2 separate regions of the Neogale vison genome follow, and region 1 is linked to region 2. The links are chromatin contacts, called in public Hi-C maps. All regions are on one chromosome and are shown on one strand. Each heading gives the region's core, a stretch centred on a gene start, on an enhancer-like site or on the middle of the called end of the contact. The rest is flanking DNA. Distances are from core to core; before and after follow the strand shown. Region 1 holds the start of POLQ (DNA polymerase theta). Region 2 holds the start of IQCB1 (IQ calmodulin-binding motif-containing protein 1).

The links. Hi-C and Micro-C count contacts between places; a contact is called where the count stands out from the background.
Region 1: a contact with region 2 is called in a Hi-C map of fibroblasts, with 4 times the contacts expected there. The contact joins the promoter of POLQ here to the promoter of IQCB1 in region 2. A contact is called at or near these places in 2 of 3 Hi-C or Micro-C datasets (fibroblasts and muscle).

The regions. Positions count from the first base shown.
Region 1 is chr6:123,024,387-123,031,444 of ASM_NN_V1, reverse strand. It overlaps POLQ (DNA polymerase theta), which reads right to left and starts at 3,113. Exons shown (of 30, transcript XM_044252248.1): 1 at 2,840-3,113; 2 at 2,201-2,380; 3 at 130-260. The coding sequence starts at 3,020.
Region 2 is chr6:122,712,921-122,719,403 of ASM_NN_V1, reverse strand. It overlaps IQCB1 (IQ calmodulin-binding motif-containing protein 1), which reads right to left and starts at 2,600. Exons shown (of 13, transcript XM_044252241.1): 1 at 2,523-2,600; 2 at 1,818-1,919. EAF2 (ELL-associated factor 2) reads left to right here and starts at 2,742. Exons shown (of 6, transcript XM_044252242.1): 1 at 2,742-2,947. The coding sequence starts at 2,839.

The sequences.
Region 1 (7,058 bases), core at 1,864-4,363, 310 kb before region 2:
TAAAAGTTTATCTTCATCAATGGCCAACTTTTAAAGCTACTTTGGGATGCAACGAGAGAAACTTTTTTGTTAACACAGCTGCCAGTAATAGATCTTATTACAATAATGTTCTTAGTATAAGAACATTACCTGAAGATAGTATTTCTTCTCTTTAGCCACAGAGACAAAGGGCAAAATAAACAAAGCTTTCTTCCGCATTTCCAAAACTCGTTTCAACATAAGTAATTCAGCAACAAGAGTCTTCCCAGCACTAGTAGGAGCTAAAACATGTTATTCCACAGGTTATTACAAAAAGAATATTTGACATAGTGTATTAATAAGTGTTTTAAACCAAATTCAGTAACTACAGAGCCTTAGACTAACCTATCATTAAGGCCCCTACTAGCAACTGAAAACTTTATTCACTTAAATGTCCCTGACTTCAAACCAGTGCTCTAGAGAGCCTCACACTGAAAACAGAGAATTCTTAAACAAATCCTTTTATGAACAATAAATGATAAATACTGAGTCCCTAGCTTGTATCTAATGATCCTTTCCTTTAAATACTGAATGATTAAAAGCCCTGCTTTGAGGAAGGAGATAAACAAGTTTAATATATTGTGGTAAAAACCATGATAGAAGTTGAGAGAGAAGAGCTATAATGAAGTTTATGGAAAGGAAATACAACTTGGGAGAAGAGAAGGGAAGAGGAAAGGAATGCCAAGCAAAAGAAACAGCATGTGCAAAGGCTAAGCCTGCTAAGTTCAAAGGATGGTAATTTAGTAAGCCTGAAATAAAACCAGAAAGAGTTAGAGAAGAGATATGAACAAGTCACATGAAAAATAATTTTATAATCCCACCATGTAAGGAATTTAGAATTTATCCTGAAAGCAGTATAGAGTGACTAGTGAGTTCTAGGAAAAAGTATGTTAAGATCATATTTGTACTTTATAAAGATCACTTTGCGAGCAGAGCAGAACAAAACCTGAGAAAAAATATAAACTAGTTATAAGGCTATTGCATAACCTAGAAGATGAGCATAGTCTACAAGAAAGAGGATAGTGAACTAGGTAGTGTACCTAAAAAGAAAGAGTACTCAGAATTAAAACATTTGGGTGGCTCAGTCGGTGGGGTATTTGACTCTAGATTTCCACTCAGGGCATGATCTTGGGGCATGAGCCTGAGGCTCTGTCTGGCTCCACACTCAGGGAGGAGTCTTGTTCTCTCCTCCTCTCCCCTTTCTGCCCCTCCCTGCACACTCACGCTCTCATGTGTGTGCGCTCTCTCTCTTTCTCTCTCTCTCTCTTAAATAAATAAATCTTAAAAAAAAAAAAAAGAAAAAGGTATTTGAGATGCACACTGGACACAGTGATTAACTGATATAAGCTGGTGACCAGAAATATGAATGACACTCGAGTTTTGGTTTAAGGAGTTGAAATGGTCAGGCCATTCTACCACTACTACCAGTTATGGTGTACTTTCTATATGCCAACAACTCTTCTAAGCATTCTCTCATGTTTTCTATTAATAAGCTATTAATTATCATAGGCATTAACTGTAACAGTTTTCAAACCCAACCAATCTGACTCTACAGCCTGAATTTATTAGTAGTAGTAAGAACTATCTGCCGAAGACATAATGAAAACTCTGGATGACTCACAACTTCAAAAAAACTGACACAAAGAAAGCACATCTTATCAAATGATAAGGTCTAAAGTCAGTGAGTAAAAATGTTAAAAAGTATGAATGTCAGAGTTGCCCCTGAAAGCCTATGTAAGTCTTCTACTTGGTAAATTACATATGGTTTTGTGTATACATCCCCGTACAAGATGGTCAATTTATAAATATGTAATGTATAATGGTCACACACTGTAAAGCAACTGAGATCAACCAGGGGAAGAACAGATGTACACTTCCCTTGCACTTTCATCCTGGAACATGTTTGTTGAGAGGAAAACCAAGCAGAATAGTTCTCTTTAAACTGTCTTCTTTTTTGCTCCCCACCCTCACCATAATGGCATTGGCATAACTTAAATATGCATATGATGAGACTCCACTTTTCATATTTTAAGGCTTTCTCTAGTTATAAATCACTGTTTCATTCAGTTTTTAACTACCCCATAACTACTACCTTTTAAACTACTTCATAACTACCTCAGCGGTATCCTTCATATTCATGTCATAAAGTAGTACAGAAATTAATGTGCACAAATTTGAATACCTGAATAGACTAAATTCTTTCCTTCCAGGACTTGTCCCAGCAAAAGGCACTCTGCCTGCCATTCAAACATCTTTTTTACACCCAAACTGTGATATTTCTCCAGAACCGCTACAGGAAGTCCCCAGTTTGCCAACAGCAACTTGTCTATTTGATCGTCAGGAATTGTCTGCTTGCATTCCCCTTTCAGGAAAAAAAAAAAAAAAAAAATTAGTAGTTGAACCTAATTCTAACATATGACTTCGGTAGACTTCCACTGTGTTTTGGAGTTCTTGTGTTGCACTGAGGCTATATAAAGCATATGCAAACATAAAGCACTTCCAGTACAAGGCTCTGTATGGCGTACTGGGCACTATGAGGCGTGAGCCTCCGATAGGTGATTAGATTTGGCCAACTAGAAAGTTGTTTCTGCAAAGGTCGAAAGACTCACAAACCAGTTGAATATTACTACCAGGCTGTCGCCCAATCCGCACGTCCATGACCTAACAGAAAGTGACCTGCCACGCTAGGCCAGAGTCACAGACTGAGAAGGGGAGTAGAAGTTCAGTGGGCTGTGCAAACACACACACTCTGTGCTGAAACTACACCTCCCCACACTGGGCCGCCCACCTCGCCCGCGGACCCCCGAGTGCCTGGGAGTACCTGCAGCTGCGGCCGGCGGGCGGCCGCGGTCCTTCAAGCAGCATCCCAGGCCCGGGGGAGGACTCAACACGGGCCCCGAGTGAAGCAGGAGGCTGTCACTGCCGTCCCCGCCACTTCCCGAGAAGGAGTCCGAGCTTGATGCTGAACGCCGCCGTTTCCCACTCCAGCGCGGAAGATTCATCGCGAATTCTTCTCTGCGATTCAGGGAAAGCCACAGTGCCAGCGTCCTCCCGCTCCGGAGAAACCGTGCCTGGTGACAGGTGCAGCCACCATCTTCCCGCCTCGGCCTTCAAACTCTGGCCTCCCAGCCCGCCCCGGAACCATAGAGTTTTCAGTGGTGAGAGTAACCCGAGAATCATAGAATCGTGGGGAAAGAGCGGCTCCACCGGTGTCTTCGACCTCCAACCTTCGACCACATTTGGAGGTTAGCGTTAGAGAAAACGAGCCGCACCTAGATAAAGGGTTGAGGACGGAGGGAACGACTCTGTATGCATAAACTGCATTTATAATCAGCCTGGCCTAAGCCTTTCTTTTTGTCCATTTCTTGCGTGAATAGCAAGATTTGCTAACTTCATGGGTTGCCCGTAATTGGTAGCTCAGGGAAGTAACTCTTCTTAACAAATTGGTATTAAAAATTTATTATAGATTATGCGTGCAAGTACATATAGTACAAGTCTGGGAAATAGCATTTGAGAATCCATTCTGTGAAAACCTGATCTTATTTTTAAAATGTGCTGAATGGCAATATTCTAAAATTCCACAAGATGGAGACGTTACTCCATGAAGGAAACATTTTTCTTCCTTCTCTCTTTTTTTTTTTTTTTGTTTATTTTTTATTTATTTTCAGCATAACAGTACTCATTATTTTTGCACCACACCCAGTGCTCCATGCAATCCGTGCCCTCTGTAATACCCACCACCTGGTACCCCGACCTCCCACCCCCCCGCCCCTTCAAACCCCTCAGATTGTTCTTCAGAGTCCATAGTCTCTCATGGTTCACCTCGTTCTCTTTTATGCTAGTGCCCTGCGTTCGTTCACTCAACCATTTATTGAGCACCTTCTGTGTACCAGCCATCTGGGTAAATGGCAGGAATATGGCATGAAATGGTTTCTGCTCTCAAAGAGAAAAAGAGTAGAGAAGGAGACAGACAAATTAATTAAAAATTTTAAATTGTACTAACGTTCAGGCAAAAATGAACAGTGCTATCAAAGAAGCGGAAGGACTCCTAATTTACATTGTAGTCATGGAAGAACTTCCTGAGATGCTGTATAGCATAGAGGCCAAGAGTGAAATTCAGGAGCCAGCAGTCTAGGTTTGAAGACTTAATAGCTGTGGTTTTGGGCAACTTGCTTAACCTCTTTGGGCTTCCTTTTTTGCATGTATATGATAGGGATAATAATTTTTTTAAAAAACTGGTTATTACGAGTACTAAAAAAGGTCAATGTGTGTAGAGTGCTTAGAAGAGTGCCCTCCACTGGGCGCCTGGGTGGCGCCTTTGGCTTTGGCTCAGGTCATGATCCCAGCGTCCTTGGATAGAGCTTTGCATCAAGCCCCTCATGGGGCTCTCTGCTCAGCAGGGAGCCTGTTTACCCCTCTCTCTGCCTGCCTCTCTGCCTACTTGTGATCTCTGTGTCAAATAAATAAATAAATAAAATCTTAAAAAAAAAAAAAAAAAGAATAGTGCCCTCCACATAATAAAAGAAAGTGATACTTAAACATCCTAATATTGCTTCCATTGTAAATCCAGCGTTTTAAGGGAAAATAATAAACAAACAAAAAAACTCTCACAAATCTCACACTATTTTTATTACGTGAACTATGATCAGATGAGGAAAATAATTAGAAAGGAAATGTAAGGAGAAGTTTATGTCATCCTAGTAAAAAGTCTAGAGAATATTTCCAAATTTCCAGTTTATTTCAAACATTCAACATGTTTCTAACTTAAAAAAAAAAAGAAAGAAAGAAAGAAACTCAGAAAAATTGAGAAAAGAAAGCTACTTTTCAAAATTTTTTAAAAATTTTGTTACACTAACAGGTATTGTAATAATTAATACTAATACACCAGAAGTATTTCCCATCTTTTAATTGTGTCTGAGCTTGTGTTCCTTGGGATTTTACATGTGGTAATTCTTCAAGGTCTGAGTTAAAAATCTTTCAGAGGGGTGTCTGATTGGCACAATTGGTAGAATATGTGACTCTTGATCTCCCAGTCATGAGTTTGAGCTCCATTGTGTTTACTTAAAAGTAAGGGTTTACTTAAAAAATAAATAAAACAAATAAACAAAATCTTCCAGAAGAAAAATACGTGGATGTATTTCCTCCAGTTACCTGAGAGACATACCAATTCTGGGCCAATTTAAACTGAATCTCTGGGTCAAAGTTTTTTAAAAATAGAGAAGTAGTAAAATGACACTAGATAGATTTGGACGAGCTTCCGGCCTTACCATCTCAATCTGCAGATCAGTTATTTCTCTGCTTTACTTAGAGTTCTGCCCTTCTTGGGTTTTAGCTTTGTATTTTTTAGATCTTACCTCTCACCTGTTGGGAGTCCCAGACTTCTATCGCCCAGAATACATAATCCATTAAAATACACACTACACCACCAGGAATCAGCAGACATCACTATGGTAAACTTTGGTTTTAATGCTTCACCTACTCTTTTAGAATGTTTGATTGTTTGATTGACATTTCTGTCCTACAAGGAGTTCTTTGACTTTTACCAGTTTATTTTTTTAAATTTTTACCAGTTTAGTCACGAATGTTTTTTTTTTCCTTTTTTTTTTCCAATTTATTTATTTTCAGAAAAACAGTATTCATTATTTTTTTCACCACACCCAGTGCTCCATGCAAGCTGTGCCCTCTATAATACCCACCACCTGGTACCCCAACCTCCCACCCCCCCACCACTTCAAACCCCTCAGATTGTTTTTCAGAGTCCATAGTCTCTCATGGTTCATCTCCCCTTCCAATTTACCCAAAAGCACATACCCTCCCCAATGTCCATAACCCTACCCCCCTTCTCCCAACCCCCCTCCCCCCAGCAACCCACAGTTTGTTTCGTGAGATTAAGAGTCACTTATGGTTTGTCTCCCTCCCTATCCCATCTTGTTTCATGGATTCTTCTCCTACCCACTTAAGCCCCCATGAATGTTTTAAAAAAAGTATTTGTTGGGCGCCTGGGTGGCTCAGTGGGTTAAGCCGCTGCCTTCGGCTCAGGTCATGATCTTGGGGTCCTGGGATCGAGTCCCGCATCGCGCTCTCTGCTCAGCAGGGAGCCTGCTTCCTTCTCTCTCTCTCTGCCTGCCTCTCCATCTACTTGTGATTTCTCTCTGTCAAATAAATTTTTTAAAAAAAAGTATTTGCTACACATCCCAAATGTTTAGAAATGTGTGTTGCCCTAGAAGTGGTTTCTTATTCAGCCTAATATTGCTAAAAACAAGCAAAGGAAACTCAAATAACAGTAGACATACATTCAAATATGTCATGTGATTATTTTATTAAGTTTGCACAAATAATAGTGATTTTTCTCTTGAAAATGCAGAGGTTGTATAGAAAAATAAAATTTATTCAAACTACCTTTGTGTATTGACTAAAACAAAGTCTAGAACCTACCACACTGAAGAAATTCTGAGCTTCTCACATGAATGGAAGCAATTTGTAAAAAAGGAAAGAACCAGAAAATAATACAAGATCAGAAATGGGATGCAAGTGGTGCTAATTGGAGTTAATGGGCTTAGAAAAAAAGGACATGCTAATTAAGAGGATATTCCACTTGAAGTTCGGTGGTTCTAAATTGAACAAGTGCAGTGGCTGCACCTGAGAATTCCCTGGGGAGCTTTAAACCTACTGTCCTACTCCTAGAGATTCTGATGTAATTGGTCGGGGTGTAATTTGGGGAGCTGCAGACTTTAATTCAGACAGCTTCCATGAGAAAGTCTTAATACGAGGCTTAAATCAACAAGAAACTCTGAAAAATACCTATTTCTCCACAGTGTCCTAAAGAACTAGTAGAAATAGCTTGCTTACAGACCGGGATAGAAGCAAAATTGAAATAACCTGTAAGGTCCAGGTTAAAACATCAGAAAGCCATCTTAAAGGTGATTAAACTGTGAATTCCTGAAAGAGACTAAATTACTAGAATATGTAAATACAAAACCTATAACTTCCAAATTTATATATAGACTGTTCTCCCACTTCTCACATGGCAATAACGTTGA
Region 2 (6,483 bases), core at 1,351-3,850:
TAAAAGCTGAAGCAGGGAATAAAAGTACAAACTTTGGGCATTTCAAAACTTACTTTTTTTTTAATTTTTATTCTGTTATGTTAGTCACCATACAGTACATCATTAGTTTTTGACATAGCGTTCATGATTCATTGTATATAACACCCAGTGCTCCATGTTCTACAGGCATTTCAAAACTCACTTTTTTTTTTAATTATGTTGTGTTAGTCACCATACAGTACATCATTAGTTTTTGATGTAGTGTTCCATGATTGTATATAACACCCACTGCTCCATGCAATATGTGCCCCCGCTTAATACCCATCACCAGGTTATCCCATTTCCCCACTCCTCTTTCCTCTGAAACCCTCAGTTTCCAGTAGTCCATAGTCTCTCATGGTTTGTTTCCCTTGCTAATTTCACCACGCCCCTTCATTTTTCCCTTCCTTCTCCTAATTTCCTCCATGCTATTCCTTATGCTCCACAAGTAAGTGAAACCACATAATTGACTTTCTCTTACTTATTTCACTTAGCATAATCCCCTCCAGTTCCATCCATGTCGATGCAAATGGTGGGTATTTATCCTTTCTGATGGCTGAATAATATTCCATTGTATATATGGACATCTTCTTTAGCCATTTGCCTGTGGAAGGGCATCTCGGCTCCTTCCACAGTTTGGCTATTGAGGACATTGCTGCTACAAACATTGGGGGGTGCATATGCCCCTTCTTTTCACCAAAACTGTATCTTTGGGGTAAATATCCTGTAGTGCAATTGCTGCGTCATACAGTAGCTCTACTTTAAACTTTTTGAGGAACCTCCATACTGTTTTCCAAAGTGGCTCTACCAACTTGCATTCCCAGCAAATGTTTAAGAGGGTTCCCCTTTCTCCATATTCTCTCCAACATTTGTTGCTTCCTGCCTTGTAAATTTTTGCCATTCTAACTGGTGTAAGATAGTATCTCAATTTGTTGACTCTCTGCTTTCTTTTTTATTACAATATGTAAACCTCAAATTTCTAAATGAAAGTCTTTTTTAAGTAAAATAGGCTTAAAACACTGTTGTTCCCCTCTAGTTAACATAATACAACACCACTGAAACATTATTATCACCAAACACGTGTGTAGAGCACTATGTTAGATGCATCAGTCATAAGAATTTTATATGGGACAGAGTCCCTATTGTTCATGTTCTGGTTGGGAAAGAAAAAGTATACATGCATGTTTATACACAAGTGTAAAATAAAATACTTAATTATGTAAAATACTTTAAGTGCCAAATAGATGACAGAGATGATAAGAAAACAAACCACAGAGTCAGAGGAGTGGGTTTCTCTCAACCAGTTTTCTTATCTGTAAACAATACAGCAATTCCTACTTTTTAGAATAATTCAAGATTTAGAAAAGAAAGCAGAAACCAAGAGTGGTTCTAAAATATTGCCAGACAGTGGAGTTATACATCAATAATGACAACCATTTGGAGAGATTTTACTATGTGCTGTGAATTGTTTTAAATCCTTTCATGTATTAATTCAATTAATCCTCTCAACAACTCTAAGGAGTAAGCACTATTATCCCCCCCCCCTTTTTAATGAAGAGCATATTTTAGTTTGCATGAAGTCACACTGTAAAGTAGGAAGCTGGGGTTGAAATACAAAAATTCTGGCTCCAGAACCTGAGCATTTAATTACCACACTAAACAATCTTAATACTTATTTAAAAAGCAGAATTTAAACAAGCAGATACAGTAAGGGAGACATATGCATGTCCTTGGCTAAAACAATAAATAGACGAATTTGGCTAAGAAAGCATGGGAGTAGAGTTTGATTACATACTTACCCTGAAAAACAACCACCGGTTGCGACAACCATCTGTAAACTTTTGTTGGATGCTTCTTCTCTAATAAAACACTTCCCTCATCTTTGCCATGAAACTCGTGAACTTTAAACAGGAAAAAAAAAAAAAAGACAATTATTTTTCAATTATTAATGCTATTACCCTTTGCCACAGCAGGAACTTGGGCCTTGATCTTTTGGTAATTTCGTCTTCCTGCCCGTGCCTGTTACTGCCTCCAAGAATCACTGTGAAGGAAATAAATAAAAGAAGGCTACCTAATGCAATCTGGTTGCAACTGATTCGAAATCTGTAATTTCTAACTCCGAATCTTTTCTCCCCTTCCTTCCGGTCCCCTGTCCCAACACCACCAGGAACTTCCCTGGAAAAGATCATAAGGCTATTGCCCAGGTAACGGCGTCGCCTCCAGTGAGGTCCAAGGTCCGAGACTCCGAGGCCGCGAGCTCCTTCGCTCCGGATTCTGGACCCAGCCTCGGCGGTACCAGGCCTTGGGCAAGACACCGGGCCTTGTGCCCCGCTCTCGCTCCTCCCCGGGCCTCAGTTTCTACTACAGATCTCCACAGAAAGGGCGCAAATCCTCCCGCTACGAGCGGCTATGTGCCGGGACGCTTGGCCCCGAACCCCTGTGGCCTTGGCTTCCCGGCACCTCGAGATTCTCTTCTTCCCCAGTCGCCACCTGAGGTGAGTTACCTCATCCTCTCTTCGCGTTCTCCTCCAGGAGCCCCTGCTTCCACCAAGCACCTCAGAAGCGCGGCCTTGTCACGGCGGCGTGCGTCGCAACGCGGGAAAGGGCCTGGAGGCGGGACCAGGATCCTCAGAGCGAGGGGGCGGGGCCTCCCCTCCGGGCAGCCAGTCAGCACGCGAGAGGAGCCCAGGGGGCTGCGCTCGTCAGGCGCGGGGCGGAGTCTGCTGGCTGTCCCGGCCAGGGCAAGTGCAGCTGCTTCAGGATGAGGTGGCAGACGGGAGGCAGCGCAGGTGGCCAAGGCAAAGTCGCAGCCAGAGAAAAATGATGAATGGAGCAGCGGGACTCTCGCACATGGACCGTCGCGAGCGGGTTCTCAAGTTAGGCGAGACTTTTGAGAAGCAGCCGCGCTGCGCCTTCCACACCGTACGCTGTGAGTGAGGACGGTCCCCGGGAGTAAGAGGGAACTCTGGATATGGGGGTGTGGAGGCACAAACCTCTTAGAGTTGTGTTCCCACAGACCCCCTTAGTCTGCTGGAGAATGGCGTGTCCAGCGCTATCCGTTGCTCTGCCTGGAGTCCCAAGGGTTTCGTGGAAGGAGCCGGAGTTGAGCAGGTGTGGGTAAACCCTGGGCAGAGAGATTCGAGTGAGACCAAGAAGCAGAAAGGGAAACTTTGTGGAGGAGACCTACAGGGGTGACTGTGGAGACAGACGTGACTGGTAGATGATGCAGCTATGGACAGGGAAATAGTAAGGTGACAGATGGAAGGGTGCAAAGTACCGAACTATTATTATGCGGAGGAAAGGAATACCTTGAGGCTGGTAGGGAAATATTCCCTCTTTTCTTCACTTTTTCTGTCTCTGGCTGTTTAGAGTTCTTGTTTCATGTGTTCCTGGGTAGATATTCTGAACCGTTCCAGTAATCTGTATCTCTTTTGACCCGTAATTTCGTTCAGACAATGATCAAATACTGACTATCAAAATACTTGAGGATGTGTTACTCATTTTTTTAGAAAGTTATTTACTGCCCTTTGATTTCTCCTTTTGATTTCCTTTGTCCTCTGGAACTAGTTTTGATAAATTACCCTCTGTTATCTTGAGTTAGAAAAAGGAGTTTTTATTTTAATGTTGGATGGTATAGATTCCAGGAAGGAAAATATAGCATACTATGATTTGGTATGTAAAACATTTCGTTCTTTGCATAGTAGCCCTCAGAATTATAGAGCAGAAAGGAAACTAAGATCTTTGAATCATAACCTCTTATTTTTATGTGGCAAAATTGTAAAGTAGGTATTTTTTCACTTCCTTTTCCCTGCCTTGTTCTTCCTGAGTGTCTCACCATTCTACCTTTGTCAGTGCTTAGACTATCAGAGATCTTCATGGTTTTTAATCTGAACTGCTCCATGCTTAAATCAAAATACCCAATTTAAAACTCAACAGACTCTGAAAGTTTATAGTTAAATTATTGACAATCTAATTATAGTAACTCAGGGTAAAAGTATAAAGACCAATAGGTTTAACTCTCCAAGGATATATTTGCATTTTATAAAAGGGTTTTGTTAAGCTAAATTAACATCCAGTTGGTAGAATAAACAGGGTAGATGATTGTTAACAGACGATCTTCAACAGGGTCCTTTTATTTTGTTTTCATTTTTTTCCCCTACAACCCTGAGATCAAGACTTGACTGCCTAACTGACTGAGCCACCCAGGCACCCCATCCTTTGTTTTTTCTGCTTTGCCATATTTGTCATCTAACATTAACCACAGTGAGACAGTTGGTGCGGGCTATGCAGTTTCTCTCTTTCAGTCCCATTTTCCAAAAGTATGATATAGCTTTTACCTTGTTTCTCCATCCCTTTGTTGCAAATAGTATCTCCTCTCTCCTCTTCTTTCTCAGATTTGCAGTAGCCCTTTTTAATAATTTTTCAAATCATAAAGTTTAAGATTATGAAAGTTTATTCATTTGTTTGATTGTTACATTTTCATATAACTTGGGTATATATTCTCTTTTAAGGACATGAATCCTAAATGAAGAGAATATAAAATAGCCTTTGAAAAGCTCCTTGCAAGGGCTTCAGCATGCTGGAATTGTGCCTTTAGAGCTCAAGAATCAGTTGATCTAGCTACAAAAATGAAAAAAAAAACAACAAAAATAGACAAAAGAGCCATAGGAATAACAATCACAATAAACCTGTATGTTTGAATATACTTAGTGCTGTGGAAGACATAAGAAAGGTTTTAGCCTCAGTTTTATTCTTGTTGAAGCGGGCAGAATCTTTCTAGATTTATTTGAACAAAAACAATCATTATCCTTGAGGACAGGTTCATTGACCATATGATCCTCACTCTTAAAGACTCAGAGTAAGGGACGGAAACTATAAAACAGGAAATCTTACTTTCGTTCAGGTGGACCTAATTTATAACAAACACTAGATTGAGTCAGTATAATCTGGGAGAAAATAATATTCTATGTTTATGTACAGGGGTAATTATGCCTATCTAATGTGCTGAGGATTTGTACAAAACTGGACATGAATTCTGGCCTCCACCACCTATGTATGTAATGTAAATTTTGGAACACGCTCTAAACCCTCAGTTTTCTTGTACAAAAATGGTAACAATAATATCTACATTTCAGAGATTTTTTAAGGATTAAATAAAATTGCATAAACAACCTAGCACAGTAGTTGGTGCTTGGTAGAGAATAAAGTAGTCACTATTATTCTTGAAGGGTTATATCCGTGTGTGTATGAGGAATGCCGATGAATATAATTAACTTAGACTTACAAAAGCATTTACCAGGGCCTAGCAATAAAACCTATCAAAAATACAGTCTGGCATGTGGTAGGGAAGACATGGGATGGTCTGTAAATGATAAGCTAAATGTTTAGCAACAGATACTACACTGGGTGGAAGAGTTTGAATAACAGCACACAGTAGAATAACTTTTGAATTTGGGCTCATGCTAATTTTACAATTTATATCTAGATAAGGAACTAGACATTGAAATTCCCAAGTGTATAAATGACACTACTTTTTGCTGACACGAAATGATGAACTGACGGGCAGCGACTGCAGGAAGATCGTCTGAGGCTTCAAGTGGAGTACTCCCCAAAAAGTGATTAAGTTTTGGTGTGAGCAAACATTAGAAAGTACACTAATGAAAATGGGATTAAAATAATATTTACAATGAATGTTCTCTGATCAGTGTTGTATGTTGGAAAGGGTATGGGTTTTGGAGTTAGTTGAATTAGTTCTTATCCCAGGAAGTAAATTTATGATAGTAATCATAATTCTTTTATGGAGATATAGACATTATGTGACACTACAGCTGAAATAGTCAGAAAAGTGATCAGCATTGACTGAAAAAGCATTAAGTTCAAAGTAGAAAATGTTTTTCTACTCTATGTATAATATAAGTAATTGCACTATAAAGAAGAAAATAATAGGGGCACCTGGGTGGCTCAGTTGGTGACGCCTCAGGCTCTTGATTTTGGCTCAGGTCATGATCTCAGAATCATGAAATCAAGCCCGTCATGAAATCAAGAGATTTTTTCTCTCCCTCTACTCCTTCCTCCTCCACCCCTTCCCCTATCCCTCCTCCTGCACCCTCTCACGCTCTCTCTCTAAAATAGATAAATCTTATAAAAAAAAAAAGAAGAAATAACATAGATGAAGGAAATCTACAGAGAATTAAAAAATAGTAAAATTAGTGGTGAGTTTTCCAAACTAAGGAGAACTGAGAGAAAGAATCTGTGTAGTCTGGAATTATAGCAGCTTTGAAAATACATTTGGCATTTGGAAGCATATGGAAAACATGAGATTACTCAACAAATTCTATAATTCTAGGTCTATACTTTGTTCACTTGAAACTCAAAAGTTGTATACTTAAAAAAACTTGTTTAAAGTAAATAAAAGACAATCTCAATATAGAAAGTAATAAAAAGTAAAACTTATTCAAACAGCAA